2 separate regions of the Mus musculus genome follow, and region 2 is linked to region 1. A link is a contact called in public promoter capture Hi-C data. All regions are on one chromosome and are shown on one strand. The core of a region is the stretch at or near the end of the contact, and the rest is flanking DNA. Distances in the headings are between cores, read along the strand shown. Region 1 holds the start of Ftx (Ftx transcript, Xist regulator (non-protein coding)). Region 2 holds the start of Uprt (uracil phosphoribosyltransferase).

Region 1 (5,037 bases), core at 146-2,645:
GAACGTTCCGCGTCTCCCTCCCTCCCTCCCAGCCAAGCCACTGGCAACACGCACGCGCAGTTCTCGATACCTAGTGTTAAACGGCCAACATGCTCCCTCTTACGCATGCGCACTTTCATTCCCGCGCAGAGGCCTTCTGCTTGCAGTGAGCATGCGTGATTTCACCTTCTCTCCTCTCTGCCCCACCCTCGCCTAAGGGGCCACGATCTCCCGTGCCAGCAGAGTCCTACCCATCATGTCACGCTTTCTCAAGGGTACTTGAGCGCCACCACCTGGTGATATGGTTCCTCTTTTGGCATCCACGCAAAGCGCGCCTATCTTTACTATTCTCCCTTCTCGTGTATGATTATATATATAATATATATACGTATATGTGTATATATATATATTATATATATTATATATATAATCTCTGTGGCCACTGCGTTCTGCTACTCTGGTGAGATAACTCTGTGAAGAATATATATACATATATGCGCATATATATGTATATATATTCATGCCGGGTGCATCTGCACGTGTTTCTCGCCAAAGTTATGCCCCAGTGTCTAAACCATATCATTAACAACAATCCTTAACAGGATTAACTGTGATAAACTAAGTTACACATGGAATTAAAAAAACGTCGTAGGCGATAAAGCATATCCCAAACCCAGATGGAATCCGTCAGCAGCCTAAGGGAGAGGCTACTTGGTAGACGGATTCCTTAATACAGTTAAAAACCCTCCAACCTAAAACCACTGAATCAGAGTCCGGCGTGGTGATTTACGCCTGTAATCCCAGTTTAAGCAGGAGAACGGCCGCGAGTTCGAGGCCTGCTGCTGTCAGTCTCAAACTACATTCACTCACCCCCAAGGAAAACAAAAAGCGGATGAAGCCTAATCCTAAAGACTCATCCATTTGATTCACCCTTAACAAATGAAGAACTCGAAAGTTTTTTTTGTTTTGTTTTAAATAGATGTCAAACAAAACAGTGATGCTCAGGTGCCTTAAACCTGCTTAGAGAAGTCTAAAAATCTTTCATAATATTAAGTAATGCGCAACATCCTTTTGGAGGGCTGGGGATTCGTACTGGCCTCCAGTTCTCCCTCCCCTCAAAGGAGAAAATGCACAAATTAAGGATCTCCCTGACACAAGTTCCCTCCTCCGCCCTCCATGTTACATTTTCGTCCTTCGTCGTTCCTTTACCTCCTGCTGAAGCGAGTGTCGCAGTTAAAATTCTTACGGCAGGCAGTGCCTAGAGGGTGGAGGGAGCGGCGGCATAGAGAGCCGTGCCTGGGTGGCAGCAGCGATGACTTAACGGCGATGAACACCAGGTACGAAACCTGCTATACTTGCGGCCGCGGCGCGGATGCCACGAACCCACAGCCTCTCCAGGAGCGCTGCGCTGTGCTGCAACGCATGCGCCGCGCTCCTCCCTCTCCTCAGAGCGCCCCTCTACAACTTACAGCAGCCCACTGAGTCCAGTACTCAGGTCCCTAGCCCACACTTCTTTTCCTACCTCTGCTCATACCGGCGTCCACCACCCATCCTTTCCTCAGCCCCTTTTCTAATCAATAAGTCCCCATCCTTTTTAATTTACCATCACATCTCACTACTGTTATTATTCCCTTTCTGGCTCACCCTACAATTCTTGACCTTCTCTGCTTCTCTGGAGCTCTGCTAGGCCCCCTCATATTTCCTGATGTACCCAATATTCCAAGTGTTTCGAAAACAAACAAACTAACAAACCAACCAACCAACCACTGGCATGGTGATAAGTGCCTGTAATTCCAGCGATTTATAGACAACCTCACCTCCATGACAAATTCTAGGTCAGCTTGGACCACAAAAGATCCTGAAGGAAAAAAAAATAGCCTCCACCGATCCGGGGGGTTGGGGGAATGGAAATATACGTATGTAGATTTAATTGTGGGCCCAAGTTACAAAGCCTGAAGAAAAAGTCTTTTTCTAATACCTGGAACCAGAACTCTTGGGGCAGGCTATTTTCACTCTCAGCATGTTGTTTCCTGTGGAGAATCTTGAGTTTTAAGGGTCTCCTTAAGATCCACTCCCCCTTCTTATTCAGCCCTGGATCTTGAGAGATCATCCGACTGGCTCCTGCCTGTCTATCTATCATTGCATTGAATTGTGAATTTTCATGTAGAGCATCAAAGCACCAGAACCATACAAGTAAAAAAGAGTGGGGGAGGGGAGGAGGAAGACAAAGAAGAAAAAAGGAGGAGGAAGAAGGGAAGGAGGTCGAGGAGGAGGAGGAGGAGGAGAAAAGGAAAAGCAGTCCCATGCCTGCATCTGAAACAATATCATGAGCAGAATAGAAGTAGAAGGCAGGGCCATTGGATATATTGCGACACCTAATGGACATATAGGTAACATGCATAAAAAACCCCTCTGATGTTTCAGCTTTAGTAAGACATCCCCACTTTGACAATTCCCTCCCTGGTTTCTGAAAGAGCTTTTTCTTTGAGGGGGAAGGGAGTGTGATGGAAAAGCTCTTTTCAGCCCAATTTGAGCAATGAAAGAAGCCTTTAAGCTAAGTTTACCTGGAGTTCACTACAAAAGTGTTAGCTCACATCTCGAACAAAGTTGTACTCATGCAGAATTAACAGGCTGTACTTACAAGCTCCAAACTAGGTCTGGAGAGATGGCTCAGACGTCAAAAGCACTGACTGCTCTTCCAGAGGTCCTGAGTTCAATTCCCAGCAACCACTTGGTGACTCACAACCATCTGTAAAGGACTCTGATGCATTCTTCTGGTGTGTGTCTGAAGACAGTTCAGTGTACTTATATAAGTAAAAGTAAATAGATCTTTAAAAACAAAAAACAAAATAAAGTTCAAACAATTTTTCTTGTAAAACAAGCTTAGTTCCATCTGAAGATTCCATGTAAGAGAGTTTTTCTTGATTGCCACCAGGGGAAACAACATATTTGTTCATCTGACAAACTGTAAACATAAATAGAAATGTTAGAAATCATCTCTAAATTTCCAAGATATCTCTTTCCTAGAATTTAATTTCTCTGATATTTTTAATTATAAGAGATAGGAACAATTGTAGTTTAGGGTTTGAGGATGTGGCTCAGTTGGGAGAGTATTTTCCTGGACATAGCTCTGGCTTCAGATGCCCAGTACTACTTAAACACACCTGTAATGTCAGCATTCAAGAAATAGAGAGAATGATCAAATACAAGGTCATCTTCAGCTACATAGAAAGTTCAAGGCAAACCTGGGATATATAACACCCTGACCATAGAAAGACAGAGAAACAGAGACAGAGAGAGACAGAGAGAGAGAGAGAGACTGGAGAGATGGCTCAGCACTTAAGAGTACTGATTGCTCTTCCAGAGGTCCTGAGTTCAATTTCCAGCAACCACATGGTGGCTCACAACCCCATCTGTAATGAGATCTGACACCCTCTACTAGTGTGTCTGAAGACAGTTACAGTGTACTTATATATAATAGATAAATAAATCTAAGAAAGAAAGAAAAAGACAGACATAGACAGGAAGAAAGAAAGAAAGAAAGAAAGAAAGAAAGAAAGAAAGAAAGAAAGAAAGAAAGAAAGAAAGAAAGAAAGAAAGGAAGAAAGGAAGGAAGGAAGGAAGGAAGGAAGGAAGGAAGGAAGAAAGAAAGAAAGAAAGAAAGAAAGAAAGAAAGAAAGAAAGAAAGAAAGAAAGAAAGAAAGACAGACAGACACAAAAAACAGCTTTGGGGCAGGGGATATAGCACCTAAGTTCAGTGGTTTTGTGTTTGTGATCCTGTAATCCCAGCACTTGGGAAATGAGGCCGAAGGATCAATGATATTTTTTTTCTGAGACAGGGTTTCACTGTATAGCCCTGGCTGTCCTGGGACTCAGACTCACTCAGTAGACCAGGCTGGCCTCGAACTCAGAAATCTGCCTGCCTCTACCTACCAAGTGCTGGGATTAAAGGCATGCGCCATCACTGCCTGGCAGGATCAATGATTTGAAGTCAACTTAGGCTGCATAGTAAATTTCATGCCAGCCTGAGCTATAGAATGAAATCCTATTTCAAAAAAAAAAAAAAAAAAAAAGGAAGCAATGTGCAGTGCCTTCAATCCCAGCACTCAGGAGGCAGAGGCACATGATCTCTGTGAGTTTAGGCCAGCCTGGTCTACAGAGTGAGTTCCAGGATAGCCAGGGCTACACAATAAGACTCTGTCTCACTGGGCGGTGGTGGCGCACCCCTTTAATCCCAGCACTTGGGAGGCAGAGACAGGCGGATTTCTGAGTTCAAGGCCAGCCTGGTCTACAAAGTGAGTTCCAGGACAGCCAGAGCTAACACAGAGAAACCCTGTCTGGAAAAGCAAAAAAACAAAAAATACAAAAAAAAAAAAAAAATACTACAAAAAAAAACCCAAATAAACAAAAAGACTAAGCATTAAAAAACGACAACTTTAGAGTACAAATTACTAACAGCTAGGCTTGCCTGATAAACTTGAAAATAGTCAGGATATAAAACAGAGATGAACCTATTCATGTTTTTTGTTGTTGTTGTTGAGAGAAGACAAATGTCAGCAGTAGAGAGCTGCATGACATGTAAGACCTACATGACATGTAAGATTGGACCTGCCTAATGACTTAGCCTGAGAAGAGTGGAAGGAGTTTGTTGAGTTAGTTATAAAAATTATTCTCTGTGCTCTATCAGCACACCAGATGGCCGTAAACTTTTCTGATAATTAACAAGCGTTTGTTCTTTTGACTTGGTTATTGTCTCCTATTCAAAGGAATTGATTATAGCACTTGGAACCATTAATTTACCAAAAAAGTCCCAAAGAAACCTATTTGCTAGAAAGAAAGAAAGCCAAGCCAAGGAGGCCCCGAGGAGAATGCCTGGGATCCCCGGCTGGCAGAGGACTGAGCCTAAGACAAGTAGATTCAACGAGCTTTAGGTTCATTGAGTGGCACTGTTTGAAAAAAATAAAAAGAATGAAGTGAAAAGATGTTGTTTTGACATCTAAAGTCAAAGTCTGGCCTCTGCACACAGCATACACAGACACATACATAGACACAGACACA
Region 2 (5,152 bases), core at 682-3,181, 860 kb after region 1:
ACTTCTTTATAAATTATAAAACACAACACTAAATGTGTTATTCTGATTAGTCATTAGTAAATTTTTATCTTTTCTGAACCTAAAATATAAACCAGCTAATGCTTATTGGTTAATATAAGAAAGTATACAACCGGGCGTGGTGGCGCATGCCTTTAATCCCAGCACTTGGGAGGCAGAGGCAGGCAGATTTCTGAGTTCGAGGCCAGCCTGGTCTACAAAGTGAGTTCCAGGATAGCCAGGGCTACACAGAAACCCTGTCTCAAAAAAACCAAAACAACAACAACAACAACAACAACAAAACAAACAAAAACAAAAAAAGAAAGTATACGAATACAGAAGACAGACTGACATTTGTGCTGTTTCAATTTATTGTTCTATGGCATTGAAAACAGGGTCACAGGATGATGAAACAATGGACAGTTTTGGAGCTGGGTTATCTTTGGTCATGATACAATACTGGGCTTCATTGGATTCCTCAAGAGTATTCATTGACAAAACAGACATTTGTTCTGGCCTACTTGAAGTTAACAGATACAAGTTTTAAGCCCAGAGACCCTTTAATTTGCATTATGTGTTAAGTGAAAAGACTGTACAACCTTTCGAAAGTGTGGGGATTGTGCAGTGACATTAAAATGTCTACACTATAATGATAAATAGTGATGTATAGACTTGGAAGTAGGACACAAACAAATATTGCTTATTTTAATTATTTTTGAGACTAGAGCTTGCTTTATAACTCAGGCTAGCTTTGAACTCTTGATCCTTCCATGTCAGCCTTCAAAGTGTGGGGATTACAGATGTGTGCCTTCATGTCAAGTTAAAACTCTGCATCGTAACAAGCTCTACAATTTTTCTGATACAATGGACATTTGCAAATTATTATTCTAGACTTTCTTGGTGGGTACCTAAACATTTTTAAAAGCCATCCTTCCAAGTATTGTTTGGGAGAACAAACAGTGTAATGAAAATTATGCCATAGTAACATGTGCAATTCAGTGCCCAACCAGTATCAGTAAGAAAAATTTTAGTGGTCAAGCGTACTTAAGAAATGGCATCTTGCCAGTACAGGGGAATACCAGGGCCAGGAAGCAGGTGTGGGTGGGTTGGGGAGCAGGGCAAGGGGAGGGTATAGGGGACTTTGGGGATAGCATTTGAAATGTAAATGAAGAAAATATCTAATAAAAAAGCCTTAATAAGCCGGGTGTGGTGGCACACGCCTTTAATCCCACTCGGGAGGCAGAGGCAGTCGGATTTCTGAGTTCGAGGCCAACCTGGTCTACAGAGTGAGTTCCAGGACAGCCAGGGCGATACAGAGAAACCCTGTCTCAAAAAACAAAAAACAAAACAAAACAAAACAAAAAAGCCTTAATAAAAATAAAACAATACAGAAAGAAAAAAAAAGCTGTTGTTTGTCATCTTAAATTCAGAAAGCTCAATAAATTCCTTACATTTGTATACACACACACACAAACACACACACACACACACACACACACACACACACACACACACACACACACGAAATGACATCTTGTAGAAGAGTCTAGAAAGGCCAGCCTGCTAGCTGTTCTTACTTTGCTTCTTCTGTTACACAGATAAGCCATTAGCTTGAAGATGCAGCCAACTACCCAAGTATGTTTTCTTTGCCAAGACAGAAAGTTAGAAAACAGTGCCTTACATGTGTAATCCACCCGTATCTTTTCTTGGCTCTACCAAAGTTCTGATTGCAAGAAGTCCTAGGGGTTTTCTGAGGACTCAGCAACCAGGGATATCTCTGGTTTAGCCACCTCTGCCAAGCAACTGTGATAATCTCTCAAGCAGGAAAGACTTAAAAGAGTTAACAAACCAGCATGCTGTAGACTGGCAGAGAGATGGGCCAATAAGGTGTCTAAGCCGGCAGTGCGTCTGGTGTGGGCGGGTATGGGCAAAGCGTGCGAAAGGACCGTAGAGGCCTAGGGGTGAGAGGGCAGCCAGGGTTAGAGATTTGGAGGAGCCAGGGGCCAGGAGGACGCACGTGTCCGCATCCTTTTCTTCTTGCCCTTTATCCCTAGGGTTTGATAGCAGCGGGGATAGCTCGGGGGCCCCGTGTATGGCCTCGGAGTTACAGCGTCCGGACTCCATGCCCTGTCACAATCGGCAAGTAAACTCTACTTCTAGCCCAAGTCCCGAGCATCTGCTAGCCGAGGACCGGGTCCTGGATCATGCAGAGGAAAATAACGCTGCTATGGCTAAGCTGACTCTCCTCCCTGGGCACGCCCATTCTAGCGTGCTTTCGGAGCGGGACTCTCCGGCCTGCTGCAGCACTAATCTTCACTCTGAGAACCACAGTGACAGTAGTGACAGTGGCAACTACGATGCACCTGTCGGCGGCGACTCCCTGCTAGGGGACTGTGAACTCTCCCGACAGATTGGGGCTCAGCTTAAGTTGCTGCCTATGAATGATCAGATCCGGGAGCTTCAGACTATCATCCGGGACAAGTAAGCTTAGAGCGGAAGGGAAAAGGGAGCGGAGGGCTGCAGGGTGAAAGTAAAAAGCTTCTGTTTGCATTTGGCACACTGGTCTTTGGGGATTAGAGCCAGGCCTCTTTCTTTGGCCTGTGAGTAGGGAGGGAGTCAGTGAGACACTTCTGTGGCCCCTTCTTAGTTGCTGCGGTTAACATTGCTTTGTTTAGGAAGGAAACCTTTTAGGTAGCCTTCAGCCTCTTCCGGCCTCTTTGTCTGTCTTAAACATGACCAATCCTCTACTGTGCCAGGCAGGTACACACCCCTATGCCATCTGCTCAGTTCCCGACCACGTGGTAAATGTATAACCCAGGAATGGTTACTGCCTGTGGTTATTAACACCCCGACAGCCCAAGCTCACAAAACTAAAGCAATTTCAAGGGAAATGATGTGCTCCGCCAGCCCTCTGACTCAACAGCATTTGCTCCTGCAGTTTGCCATTTTGTTTACTGATTGGGAGTTCAGCTTTACCTGGTTGCCAGAAAGTTTATGATTCCACTCTTATCAAGACAGTTTTACTGAAAACTTACAGAATGTAGTTAACAGCAAAGGTAACCTAAGAACAAGTTGGATCCTCCTAATCCCACAAATCAGTATAGCAAGAACTTGAAAAGTTAAAATATTTTGGAATATGGATTTTCTTGGATAGCTATGTACCACAGTGAAATATAGCTGCCATCTTTCCTTTTTTTCTTTCTCTTTCTTTTCCCTTCCCTTCCCTTCCCTTCCCTTCCCTTCCCTTCCCTTCCCTTCCCTTCCCTTCCCTTCCCTTCCCTTCTCTTGTCTCTTCTTTTCTTCTTTTTAATCAGACAGGGTTTTCCTAAATTGCTGCTCAAACTTTGGCCTCAAACTCCAAGGCACAAGTCAACCTCCCAAGTAGGTGGAACTACTGGACCTGAGACCATACCTGGCTCCTATTGGCAGCTTTAAATGAGCAGCTACGGCTCATTTAAGACCACTGTATTTCTAGCATGTCTTGACATTTAAAAATGCCCTAAAATAAATACGATTTGGCAACCGTTTCTTCATACTCTTGTAGTGGGCTCCAGTGCTTCCGTACTGCAGTTTTCCTGACTCTCACATGCATGCATCTACAACTGCCTTTTGAACATAGCAGCCTTGATTTGATAACTGCCATCTCAGCAGCCTTCATTTGGAACCAATTTGGGCATGCTTAGCCCCCTTTGGTTCCTTGTTTCTGCTTTCATTTAGAATTCCCCACATCCCTTTTTATTAATGGTCAACTCCTGTTTTTTCAAGGCTAAACTCATTCTTCCTGGCTGATTTTCCCTGACCGTTTTTTAAATGGAAGGTTTCCTTTCTATTTTAAATATTATTACTTGTGTATGGACCTTGCTTATTAGGTTTACAGCTATTCATTGCAAGTAATAGAGCTCCATCATTAAAGGTTATTTCTACCTTTTGTGGAGTTTTACTGTATAGCCCGGTCTGGCCTGAAGTGTTTGACCCTCCTGCCTTAGCTTCCTGAATGCTTGAGTTATGCGGGGTGCACTGCTATGCCTGGACCTAGCTCTTAAGCTTATATTTATGAAACTGTACTATTTGCTTATAAAGAATCAGTATTGAAAACTATGATCACATGATCTAATGGCATAGAGGCTTAAAAAAGATGAGGCATAGTTTTGGTAGTTGTTGGGACAACTGAAGTAAGACATCTGTGAAATAAAGAAAATTTGATAATTCTTGGAATTGACTAACTTTGGTTCTTGGATCTATTACACTTGTAGATGAATTTTGGGGTCTCAGTGAATTTCTAGTAAATTTTATTTGTCCATGGTAATGGTTATTTAAAAAATATCTTTGTTGGAGGGATTCTTGCATTATAGACATAAGACCTTGGATTTGATTCCAAGCACTGCAAATAAAAGAACATTTTTATTGAGACAGAACTTTCATATACAATTGAGACATTTTAAAGTATAATTTAATGGTTTTCTGTATGTTCTTCACCTACCACAGTCACTTTTAGAACATAGTCATCCCCTCAACAAGAGACCTCACAGGTAGTCAGTCCACATTTACCTAACACCCCCTCAAGCCCTAGGCAAAAATTAGTTTACTTTAGAGTTCCATTAGTTTGCCTATTCTGGATATTTTTTCTGTGTGTTTGTGGTATATGTATGTGTTCATGTTTGTGTGGGTATAAGTATTCATGCATGTACGTATGTGTGTGGAATATAGAGCGAAATAGACATCTGATATCTCCCCCATCACTATACACCTGTACACTCTCACATGCATGCATCTACTACTGCCTTTTGAACATAGCAGCCTTGATTTGATAACTGCCATCTCTTTTGTTGAGACAGGGTCTCTTATTGAACCTAGAGCACACCAATTCAGTAAGACTAGTTGGCTAACAAACTTCAAGCATCTTTCCATTTCTGTCTCCTCAGAGCTAGGATTAAAGATGTGCATCAACCCAGCCTTTTATGTGGGTAGGTGCTGGGAACCGGAACTCAAGTTCTTATGCCTGCATGCAAGCAGTTCACTAACTGAGCCATTTCCCTAGCTCTTACATTTATTTAACCAATAGAAAAACACATCAATGGAGTATCACATAATGATTAAATCGGGTTAAATAAATTTCTTTCTCTAAGCACTTGTTAATTCTTTATGGTAAAGGCTT

The links. Promoter capture Hi-C pulls out the DNA fragments that hold promoters and counts their contacts.
Region 2: a contact with region 1 is called in a promoter capture Hi-C map of hippocampal neurons, with 4 times the contacts expected there. The contact joins the promoter of Uprt here to the promoter of Ftx in region 1. A contact is called at or near these places in 3 of 39 promoter capture datasets (the 3T3-L1 cell line, erythroid cells and hippocampal neurons) and 1 of 115 datasets of contacts at active chromatin or transcription factors (embryonic forebrain).

What each region holds. Positions count from the first base shown.
Region 1 is chrX:103,622,359-103,627,395 of GRCm38.p6, forward strand. Ftx (Ftx transcript, Xist regulator (non-protein coding)) reads right to left here and starts at 1,396. Exons shown (of 11, transcript NR_028381.1): 1 at 1,189-1,396.
Region 2 is chrX:104,480,872-104,486,023 of GRCm38.p6, forward strand. Uprt (uracil phosphoribosyltransferase) reads left to right here and starts at 1,932. Exons shown (of 7, transcript NM_001081189.3): 1 at 1,932-2,478. The coding sequence starts at 2,090.